Linked DNA regions of Mus musculus: region 1 is linked to region 2. The links are chromatin contacts, called in public Hi-C maps. All regions are on one chromosome and are shown on one strand. The core of a region is the stretch at or near the end of the contact, and the rest is flanking DNA. Distances in the headings are between cores, read along the strand shown.

What was found. A called contact is a pair of places that touch in the nucleus more often than the background predicts.
Region 1: a Hi-C map of cerebral cortex shows a contact between it and region 2, with 4 times the contacts expected there. The contact joins two enhancer-like sites. A contact is called at or near these places in 1 of 15 datasets of contacts at CTCF or cohesin (stem cell-derived epiblast-like cells) and 16 of 484 Hi-C or Micro-C datasets (the HPC-7 cell line, cardiomyocytes, cerebellum and 7 more).

Annotation. Positions count from the first base shown.
Region 1 is chr6:147,949,037-147,954,218 of GRCm38.p6, forward strand. No RefSeq gene overlaps it. Among named protein-coding and RNA genes, the nearest start is that of Far2, 96 kb to the right of the region's middle. Within about 2 kb of position 3,850, at least 42 of the 459 cell types and tissues checked have an H3K27ac peak or open chromatin away from gene starts, as enhancers often do. A contact at or near this core is called in cerebral cortex, where this site is marked.
Region 2 is chr6:147,119,083-147,123,997 of GRCm38.p6, forward strand. No RefSeq gene overlaps it. Among named protein-coding and RNA genes, the nearest start is that of Klhl42, 30 kb to the left of the region's middle. Within about 2 kb of position 2,454, at least 6 of the 459 cell types and tissues checked have an H3K27ac peak or open chromatin away from gene starts, as enhancers often do. A contact at or near this core is called in cerebral cortex, where this site is marked.

The DNA of each region.
Region 1 (5,182 bases), core at 2,600-5,099, 830 kb after region 2:
GGTGTTGTGAAGACTGAATAAGTTAAGATGCATAGAAAAATCTAGAAATACCTGGCATATGGCAGGCACCACATAACTAATTACTATTATTATGTGTAGGCGACCAGGTTGCAAGAACAAGGTAAGTTTCCCAGCATCCTCTGAGCTGTACTTGATTCCACCATAATTCTATAGTGTGTTTTATTGTATTTTTTTTAACCTGACATCTTTGCCCTTAAGGAGTTTGAAGCATTCTGCATGATTCTCTCAGAAGTTATTTGGTAATATTTAAAAGCATCCTTTCTGGAATACAGGGAAACTGAGGAACTAATTGTACAGCTAATTTAATTGCGGGGAGAAGGCCAAATGCTCCCCCTATCTCTTTTGATGCCCATCCTTTCAACTAAAGCCACTTGGCTTCCAAGCTAGTTCAAGGTCCTGTTTGCTGTGGAAGTCATACCACCTCAGCTTTGGCTTTTAACTTTGTGTAGCCCCAATACATAGAAGAAACTTCTGGTAATGCCTCAGGAGACCAACAAAGAGCTGAGGAGATTCCTATGACTACCAGACACAACTACATCAGTCCACACATCAGAACCCATCAACAGTCCTTCATTTCTCCACTTCTCTATGGGAAGCTGGTTGGGACGTTGATAAGCAGGAGCATAGTATGCAGCCAAGAAGAGGAATCTCAGGGGCCACTTATGTCATCTTCCAAGAAAATAATAAGATGTAAGAGAATGAAAAAAAAATGTGTTGTTGGCTCTGGAAATCCTAAGTTTTGTGGAAAAATGGAGTTCCCAGGCCCTGGGCTGCTCTGAACTCCTTACTCCAAAAACTCTTACTTTCCAAAGCAATTGCTCCTTTCAGAGTTAAGATTCACTTGTCCTAAGGTGAGCCGTGGGTCCCAGGAAAGATCGATGGCCATCTCAGCACTCCAGAACCACGAAGTTCTGTGAAATACATCTGACACTTTGCTTTAATGACTGGAATTATTAAGTCCTGTGAGAACATGCTGTGTAGGATAGATTGAGTGGTTGGTTGATTGATTCTGAGATTTTTTTTTTATTTTTGGTCTAAGCAAAGACTACATGGGACAGAAGCAGGCATATGAGCAAGAGGAAGCCATAGCCCTGTGCAGCTAGGTGGAATCCCCATTCCTGGCAATTGGTCCAATTAGGGTGAGAGTTGAGGTTTCAATTGCTTTACAGGGGTCTGTTTTCCTACAGTCTGTACACAAAGTATCATGTTCTGGGCTTCAGGAATTCTGCAGTTGGTAGAGTGTTTGCCCTGGCATGTCCAAGATGGCCCAGCACTGCCTAGACCAGCTATGCAGGTGCACAGGTGCTCACCTACAACCTCAGCATTTAAGAAATTTAAGGTCACCTCATCTACATAGGGAGTTCCAGGCCAGCATGGGCTACATGAGAACCTATCAGAGAAGGGGGGAGGGGAGGGGGAAAGGGAAAAGGGAGAGAGGGGGAAAGAGGGAAAAGGAAAAGGGAGGGAGAGGGAGGGGAGGGAGAAAGCAAGCTTGTTCCATGTTTGGACAAGCTTTGTCACCTGTCACAGTACAACACCTATTCTGCAAGCTGTCTATGCAAAGGTCACCCTTAGGGAGCAGGTGTCTGTCTGGCTGAGCTTACTGCTTCCATCCTGGGTGGGCCAGTCCCATAGGTTTGAACATAAACACTTCCCAGTATTTTTCAAGTGTTTGAGTTTCTAAAAGGTGCCTGGCCTGCCTTCTTGAATCCTGTACTCAAGCCCCTGTATGTTTAGAGGGAAATCCAATCTACACGTCTCCGATATGCTTCCACTTAACACATCAAAATACTGTTTTGTGAAAACCATTGGGCATCCAGGTTCTTCAGCAGTTCTTTTCAATGGACCTTTTAAAAAACTCTCCCTACATCAGTTAGAAAGAGGATGTCCTGTGTGTTCCAAAAGTTAAAAAGAACTTGAACCTCAAAGACAAAAAAAAAAAAAAAAGTGTCTGGCATCCTACCTGCAGCTCCAAGTCCACAGGGTTCCAGAGGGTTCTATACTGGCAAGTCCTGCCATGTTTCTCAACACAAGCTCAAAACACTCTGGGCACGCCCACCTCTACTTTAGGTGAGATATAAAACACCAGCGATCAGGGAACCATGGTGACCAGACTGCACATAACAGAAGCCCTTAGTGCTGTGGTAAGACATTAAAATCTGCAGCAGGAGCCTGGCTGCATCCATGCCTTGGGGGTGGATTTGATGACTCTAAGTGCTTTGTCAATTACAGGTTCCCCAGGACTCCTAAGTCCTTTCTTTTTTAAAAATAGAAAGGGAGAGGTTTGGGCCAAAGGTGCTGTGTTGCTACAGAACCCAAATGAAAGCAAGGCCAGAAGACTTAGCTGAAAACCCAGGGGCTTACAGGGTGCAGGGAGAGAACAAGGCTCTCTCCTCCAAGACTATAATTATGGGATGACTTTACATGAGGACCTTGCCAAGGGCCCTGCCCTCCCAAGTGCTTGCTGAAGGCTTTATTTTCCTGCCCAGGGTCTCCAACCTAAGCCCATTAGAGAGACACTGAGTCATTCAGGTTCGCTTGGCATTTGTGGGTCCTCTGCCAGTTCTGTACTTTAAGAATCTCATAAAAGCTTTTTTTCCCCTAGTACTGTTTTGACATGATTTTCTATAGTCACCTGAAGATAAATATTCTCTGTAATAATGCTCTAACACTGGTAAATCCTAGCTACTGCCTTGACACCAAGTCCTCACTGTTGAGCCAGGGTGTTGAGCTGGTCAGTTGGTCAAGTGCTTGTTGCCCAAGCACAGGGTTTAGTAATCACATGGGCAGCATTCTTGAAATCCCAGCTCAGACAAGCAGATACTTGGGGCACTGCCCAGCCTAACCTAGTTGGTGAGATTCAATGAGAAACTCTGTTTCAAAAACAAAGATCACAAAAACAAGGAATGACACCCAAAGTTGTCACATACATCAGTGTATGTGCATATATATGTGTATGTTTGTGCATGTGTGTATACACATGTGTATGTGTGTACATGTGTATGTGTGTGAATGTGTGTGCACATGAGTATGTGTGTGCATGTATATGTGTATATATGTGTATACATGTGCATGTGTGTACATGTGTATCTGTGTGAATGTGTGTGCACATGAGTATGTGTGTGTGCATGTATATGTGTGTATGTGTATATATGTGCATGTGTGTGCACATATGTATGTGTGTTCCTGTGTATATGTGTGAATGTGTGTGCACATGTGTATGTGTGTATATGTGCATGTATGTGTATACATGTGTGTGTGTGCGTGTGTGTGTGTGTGTGTGTGTGTGTGTGTGTGTGTGTGTTTGGAGAGTGAGAGGAGAAGGGTAGAGGAGGTTATCCTCAGTGTTGTGTCAATCTGCTTTTCTGTTTACAAGCATAAACACGGGGAACTGGACTGAGGCAGTTGAGAGTCAGCCTTGAGAACTCCCAAGTTTCTTGCTCTACCCTGCACTCCTCCAGTGTTAAAGGCCAAGGGACTCTCTCTTCTGTGTTTAGGACCCAATGGTTGTATGCCTATGTAACAGGGGCAGCTTCCTGGTCCCATGTCTCATCCTCTCCCACCTGTGCCTCAGTACCACATTGTGGTCAGCACACAAAGTGTTTCCCTTTCCCTTAGTATTTAGGCATTTCTGCTCACTGCAGCATCAGCAAGCATCATCATGCCAGACTTTGGAAGCAGTGGCAGCAAGCATCATCATGCCAGGCCTTGGGAGAGATCAACACCATGGTTCACACCAATTCTCATGCCTAAGGCTTTAGAACTGAGCACTCTACAAACAACTCTAGAGCCACGGTGTTCTGCGTTCTCCTTTAGGTGGGTATGTGTATGACTCAACATATGCTCCTTTCTCACATACACACAGAAGCCTGGCCTGTGGGAGGCCTCAGAGTTCGGGAAGCCTCTGCCTGGGAGACATCCTGGCACTGGGGTATTCTGGAGTTACAAAAGATGCACGGCTTTCTGTTGGCTTTCTTCCCTATGTGCGGCCCTGGTGACTGCCCAGGGAGAGGAAAGCCCCTCACTCCCCCAGGACTTGAGGCACCTTCCTGTTCCTTGGCTGCATTTACAAAATCTCCCTGAATAATCAAGCGGCTCTCATGATTTCAGCTTCCCTGGGGAAGGCTCTGGCAGTCCCTGGCAGTGCAGTGCACAAGGTTTGGGGTCTGGGTGGGGGTGGGGGTGGGGTTGGGGACAGAGTGGAGAACTGGAGCTCAGGAGCACAGTTTTGAGCCAAGCTGATTTCTATTACCTTGGGTATGTGAAAGCAGGAAGAAATGTCACATTATCCGCCCCCCCCCAGCTTTGCGTGCCTTGCCTGGCATGGAGTCTGCCAGTTTAGACCACCTATAATGCAGACCTGCAGACCTGGAAGAAAACACTCTCTGTGATAAACACACCCAGGCATCTGTGAGGCAAGAATGCCCTCTAACGGAAGTGTGAAGAATGTCGGTGATTTACCTTCTTTCTATTTAACTGGCAACAATTCTGCCCCATTTTACATCTTGGGTTCAAAGCTCATGTTTACATTCAAATACATCTATCAGGAGGACCTGGTAAGCTGCCAAAAGATTCTTCTGTGGCTCTGTCTCCCATGAATCCTAGTTCCTGCTTATAATTTTTATCCTTACTTATGATTGAGAAATGAAGGGTTTCTGGGCTTAATTTCACTCAGGTTTTGAGATGAGGTAGCCACAGTGTTTTTAGCCCCATCGTCCTCTGAGAAGTGCCCATGCTTTTTCCTAAAGTCATGTGTTAACCATTTAGCCAATTCTACTTGGCTCAGAGCACCCTGAAGTCCTCTTATGATGATGCAATGTCGCAAAGTCCAAGTTGATCTGTGTGGGTCGGCATAGGAGAGCTCCGTTCAGACTTGCTGACTGCACTTACTGAGAAAAACCCACATAGGCATATTCCAGAAGCAGTGCCGATTAACTCAAATTGAACCCCAGATCAGGCTAAGCTTGTTGGGCATTACATGCCTCTCTCCTCTGTGAGTGAACTAAGCCATTAATACTTAGACAGTAGAGACAGCTGCTTGGATTCTGGGCCATGTCTGAAGGGCCTTTTCACCCTGTCACTTGGCCGAGACGGTGGCTCAGACAAGAAATGGATTCAGCTAGCTTCCCATGCCATCCAAGCAGAACCAGGTCATGTGTAA
Region 2 (4,915 bases), core at 1,204-3,703:
GGGTGGAGATACTCAGTTGTTACACTGTCATCCAGGGGTAGGGTAGAGATACTCAGTTGTTACACTGTCATCCAGGGGTAGGGTGGAGATACTCAGTTGTTACACTGTCATCTAGGGGTAGGGTAGAGATACTCAGTTGTTACACTGTCATCTAAGGGTAGGGTGGAGATACTCAGTTGTTACACTGTCATCTAAGGGTAGGGTAGAGATACTCAGTTGTTACACTGTCATCTAAGGGTAGGGTAGAGATACTCAGTTGTTACACTGTCATCTAAGGGTAGGGTGGAGATACTCAGTTGTTACACTGTCATCTAAGGGTAGGGTGGAGATACTCAGTTGTTACACTGTCATCTAAGGGTAGGGTGGAGATACTCAGTTGTTACACTGTCATCTAAGGGTAGGGTGGAGATACTCAGTTGTTACACTGTCATCTAAGGGTAGGGTGGAGATACTCAGTTGTTACACTGTCATCTAAGGGTAGGGTGGAGATACTCAGTTGTTACACTGTCATCTAAGAGTAGGGTGGAGATACTCAGTTGTTACACTGTCATCTAAGGGTAGGGTGGAGATACTCAGTTGTTACACTGTCATCTAAGGGTAGGGTGGAGATACTCAGTTGTTACACTGTCATCTAAGGGTAAGGTAGAGATACTCAGTTGTTACACTGTCATCTAAGGGTAGGGTGGGATAAGGAAGAGTATATACAGGTTCAGTAGAGATGAATAATTTTTATTTAGGATCTTTTTTATTTGTAGTGATAGATGAATGTGGAATCTACAAGTGCAAAGGACCGAGGGTACACTGTGGTGAAAGTCTTAGTTAATGCAATCAGGTACCCCACCCACCCCCTTCATGCTCAGCACTGTCCTAGTCTGGCTGATAGACTACAAAGATAATATATTCTTGAAATGCCCATACCACTGCCTTCAGGAGATAGCCACTGCGCACATAGTAGCCAGTGGCTATGAAGTCTTCCATCTGACAACAGGGTCAGAGCCAAGCATTGTAGAGAGTGAGAAGTCAGGCTCTAGAGATGGCCTGGGACTTTCTAGAATAGCTGAATGCTTATATGAAAACATATTTTAAAAATACAACTCCTCCTTCCCAGTGTAACTGTGGTTGGAACTGGACTACAGTTGGAGGAGAGCTTGCCTGCCACGCGTGAGGCCCTAGGTTAAGGTTTCGAATAAACCGGACTTGGTGGAGCAGTTTTGTGATCCTAGAACTTGGGAGGTAGAGGCAAGAAGATCAGAAGATCAGGGTCATCCTTGGCTATGCATAGTGAGTTGGAGGCTAGCCTGGGCTACATGAGATTCCCATCTCAAAAACAAACAACAAAAATCATAGGGACAGTGAGATGGCTTTATGGGAGTGCTTCCCACCAAGCCTGATGACGGACAGACCCACAGGGTAGAGAGAGAGAAGCAACTCCCCCAAATGGTCCTCTGACCAACATGTACATATGCTAAACACACATGCATGATAAAAAAGATAGCAAGAAATAGAACTGCTTTCTTGCCACCTCCTGTCAGACACATTGAAATAATATGCACACATTTCAAGCTCCAGCGACACGGGAAGAGCACAGGCACCCTCTGTTAGTGGCCACCTGCAGTTAAGTTGCCCGTCTGCAACACATTCTCTCACTGGAGAGATTGGGGATGATGACCCCGCTGCCCCCTGGTGCCTTCAAGGGAAGGTTCTGTCATGCAAGAATGCAGTTATTATCACCGTTGCTGCTGGGCTCTCTGAACACATGTTGATTTTTCATTTAGCCACTATACAGAATGGTTTCTTAACCTCATTTGTAATAAACAAAAATCCCCAGTCAATATGGAAATGTGAGTTTCTGAGGGGCCTCTATTCGAATGTTGTTCTTAAGCAAATAAGCCTGGTTTCAATCAGTCCAGACGTGGGACCATCGTCCTGGCTACCAGGGCCTGGTCCTTCCAGGTGGGACTTGGGGCAGTCTGGGTGTGTGGGAGGCCATGGGCAGAACACTGGCATTGCTGTCTGTGGTGTACCTGTTCAGTCATAAACAGAGAGCCTTAGTTTCCACCTGGCTCCTCTCGCTGGCTCCGCACCGAGAAGTAAGAGAGAGAAAGAGAAAAATGAACAGGAGAGACGTCTCAACTATTCCAGAGACAGGGTCAAACCCAGCCCCGTCCCACTATGCCAGGTTCTAATGTGGTCAGAATGAGGCAGGAGATGGGGGTTTCTGAAATTAAAAGAAAAAAATCCCCTTGGAGGATGTATGTGGACTGTGAATACCAATTCTAGTCAAGTTCTCAGCAAGGAGTGCTAGAGCTGAACTGTAGTCAAAACATCCCACTGAATGGAGTGCTGCCGACAAGACCCTCCCTTTCCTGTTGCTTTATTTAGTCCCAGCCCAGTCCAGCGTTTTGTCAGGCAGACGCTGTGGAGATGCCTCCTTTATCCTCACTGTGTGGAAACGGTGACTCAGAATCTCACTCTTTTTAGGCTCTTGCAGTATCCCTCCTCTTCCCGGCTCCACCCAACTTCCTCCCGTCCTACTAGGTCTGAAAACCTCCAGTCTGGGGACCCACTGTTTAACCTACTGTGATCCAAAAGCCCTGTTTTGCCTTCTGAGGCCATGGGTTGATTAAACCCAGTTCCCACCCGACTCCGGATCTGAGGATCGTGGAAATGCACATTACTTCCCCGCCCTTTGTGGCTCGAGTGTGAAATTTCCCCAACAGGTTCACGCACTGAAACACTGGTCCTTGGCTGGTGTCGCTGCTCGGGAAGGTTGCACAGGCAAGCCTTTGAGGTTTAGAGCCTTCCTTGCCCCCTCCTCTCGTTCTTCCTGCTTCTCGTTCCATCAAGATGTGAGTCGTAACGGTTCCCACCCCAATACCACCGTGATGGACTTGGTGGGCACCATCCCTCCATAACGTGAGTCCAGATAAACCTATCCCCCCTTAAGCAGCTCTTGTTAGGAATGATCTCACAGCAACCAGGAAAGTAACAGCTCTATCCCCCTCAATAGTTTTGTCACCAAATCTATATCAGTAAGTTTTCTCTGCACAGTGTTAAGTATTTCTTGAAAACCAACGGGTCACAAATGGCTATCTTTTTCTGGGAATAATAGCTTGATTCTAGAAATCATTTGTTGGTGTTTATGTCTCTTACAGACACAGAGTGAGTGACACCCAGTGACCAAGTCTTGATGATTGTACTTCATGCCATTAGATAATAAATGCAGTATTCTGTTCAGTCAATGACAGGCCTCCCATAAGATCATATTGCCTCGAGATGCTGAAGCCATCTGAGTTTGTGTGAGGATGCTCTCTGATATTCATAGAAGGGAAAACCCCTCTGATGCTGTTTCTTAGATTATGTCCTATCCATGAGCAATACCTGACTGTATATAACTTTACCAGAATAGATGGCTATTATTTTTATTACACTGTTGCAATACCAAGAGGAATGTTTCTGGGGCCGGCTGGGTAGATGATCTAGTTGGCCAACTGCTTGCTGTGCAAGCATGCATACCTGAGTTTGCACCCCTGTCACCCAAGTAAAAGCTGAGCGCAGCTCATTCCTGTGTATGAGTGCCAGGGACCAGAGACAGGAGGACCCCAGAGCTTTCTCATCAGCCAGTATAGCCCAACCAGCGAGCTCAGGTTTAGTGAGTTTGTCTCAAAAACACAAAGCAGAGATTGAATAAGAAAGACATCTGGCATGACCTTTAGTCTTCATCTGCACTCATGTGCATTTGCATACCTCAAAATGGCACAAGTACATGCACAGAGAAATGCACACACACACACACACACACACACACACACACACACACACACACAGTATTTGATTGAGCTGTCTTTACTGCTTATGTATCTTTATTGCTAGTAATGACTTACCTTAAACTCACTTTAAACCTCACCGTGTCAGTAAACAAATGTTTGTTACTTGTATTCTTCATGAGGGGTGGGAACCCAGGAGCAACTTTGCTGGATGGTTCTGGCTCGGTGTCTCTTGGGGAAGTTTCCTTTGTTTGGCAGTGCTGTAGTTGTATGAAGTCTGAACCTGGGAAAAGGCTCCACCTCCAGACTCTTGGCTGTTGGGGATGGCCTTTGATTTCTCACTATGTAGATCCTCTCACAGTGTGGATTATGGTGTGCCTGCTGTGTTGTACAGCACAGTCAGTCTGAGAGAGAACAAATTGATTCACGGTGTCCTTATGCTCCAGCCTTGACAATGGCAGAGCTGGTCACACTGATTGATTCTGGCACATTGTAAAAGGGGACAGAGGAGGGTGAGAATCTAACAGGCCATCTTGGTTAGCAATCGCAGTCCAACTTTAGACTCTAATCTTTACATCCCTTCTACATGAAAAATGTATGCAGTCCTTCATAACATTACCCTAAATCTCACCTCATTATAATTCTTCCTCAAAGTCTAGGATGTTGTTATCCAAGTTAAATCTGTATACAGATGGGCTCACCTGGAAATGTTCTCTCTAACACCTCCACAGTGTCTGTATCAGGAGTGGGAGATGGTTCCATGTGTGTATATATTAGTTAGGGTACTCTAAAGGAACAGAACTGATAGAATGAAACACACACACACACACACACACACACACACACACACACACACACACACACATTTATTAGAGTGCTTTCAGGATATGGTTTGGGTAGTTCAACAATGGCTGTCTCCTGATGGAAAGGCCAGAGATCTGTTAATTGTTCAGTCCATGAGATAGGATGTCTCAATAATCCCATCCAGTGCTAGAGTACCAGGCATGTCCTAGAAGACTGCCAGCTTTCATCTATGTTGGAGGAAGTATCATCTAACACCAGGGAAGGAATGCTTCAGCAGCAGAGTGGATGAACTTGCCAGTGAGAGTGAGGGAAAGCAGGCAAAAAGTGTAAGCTTCCCTCCTCCA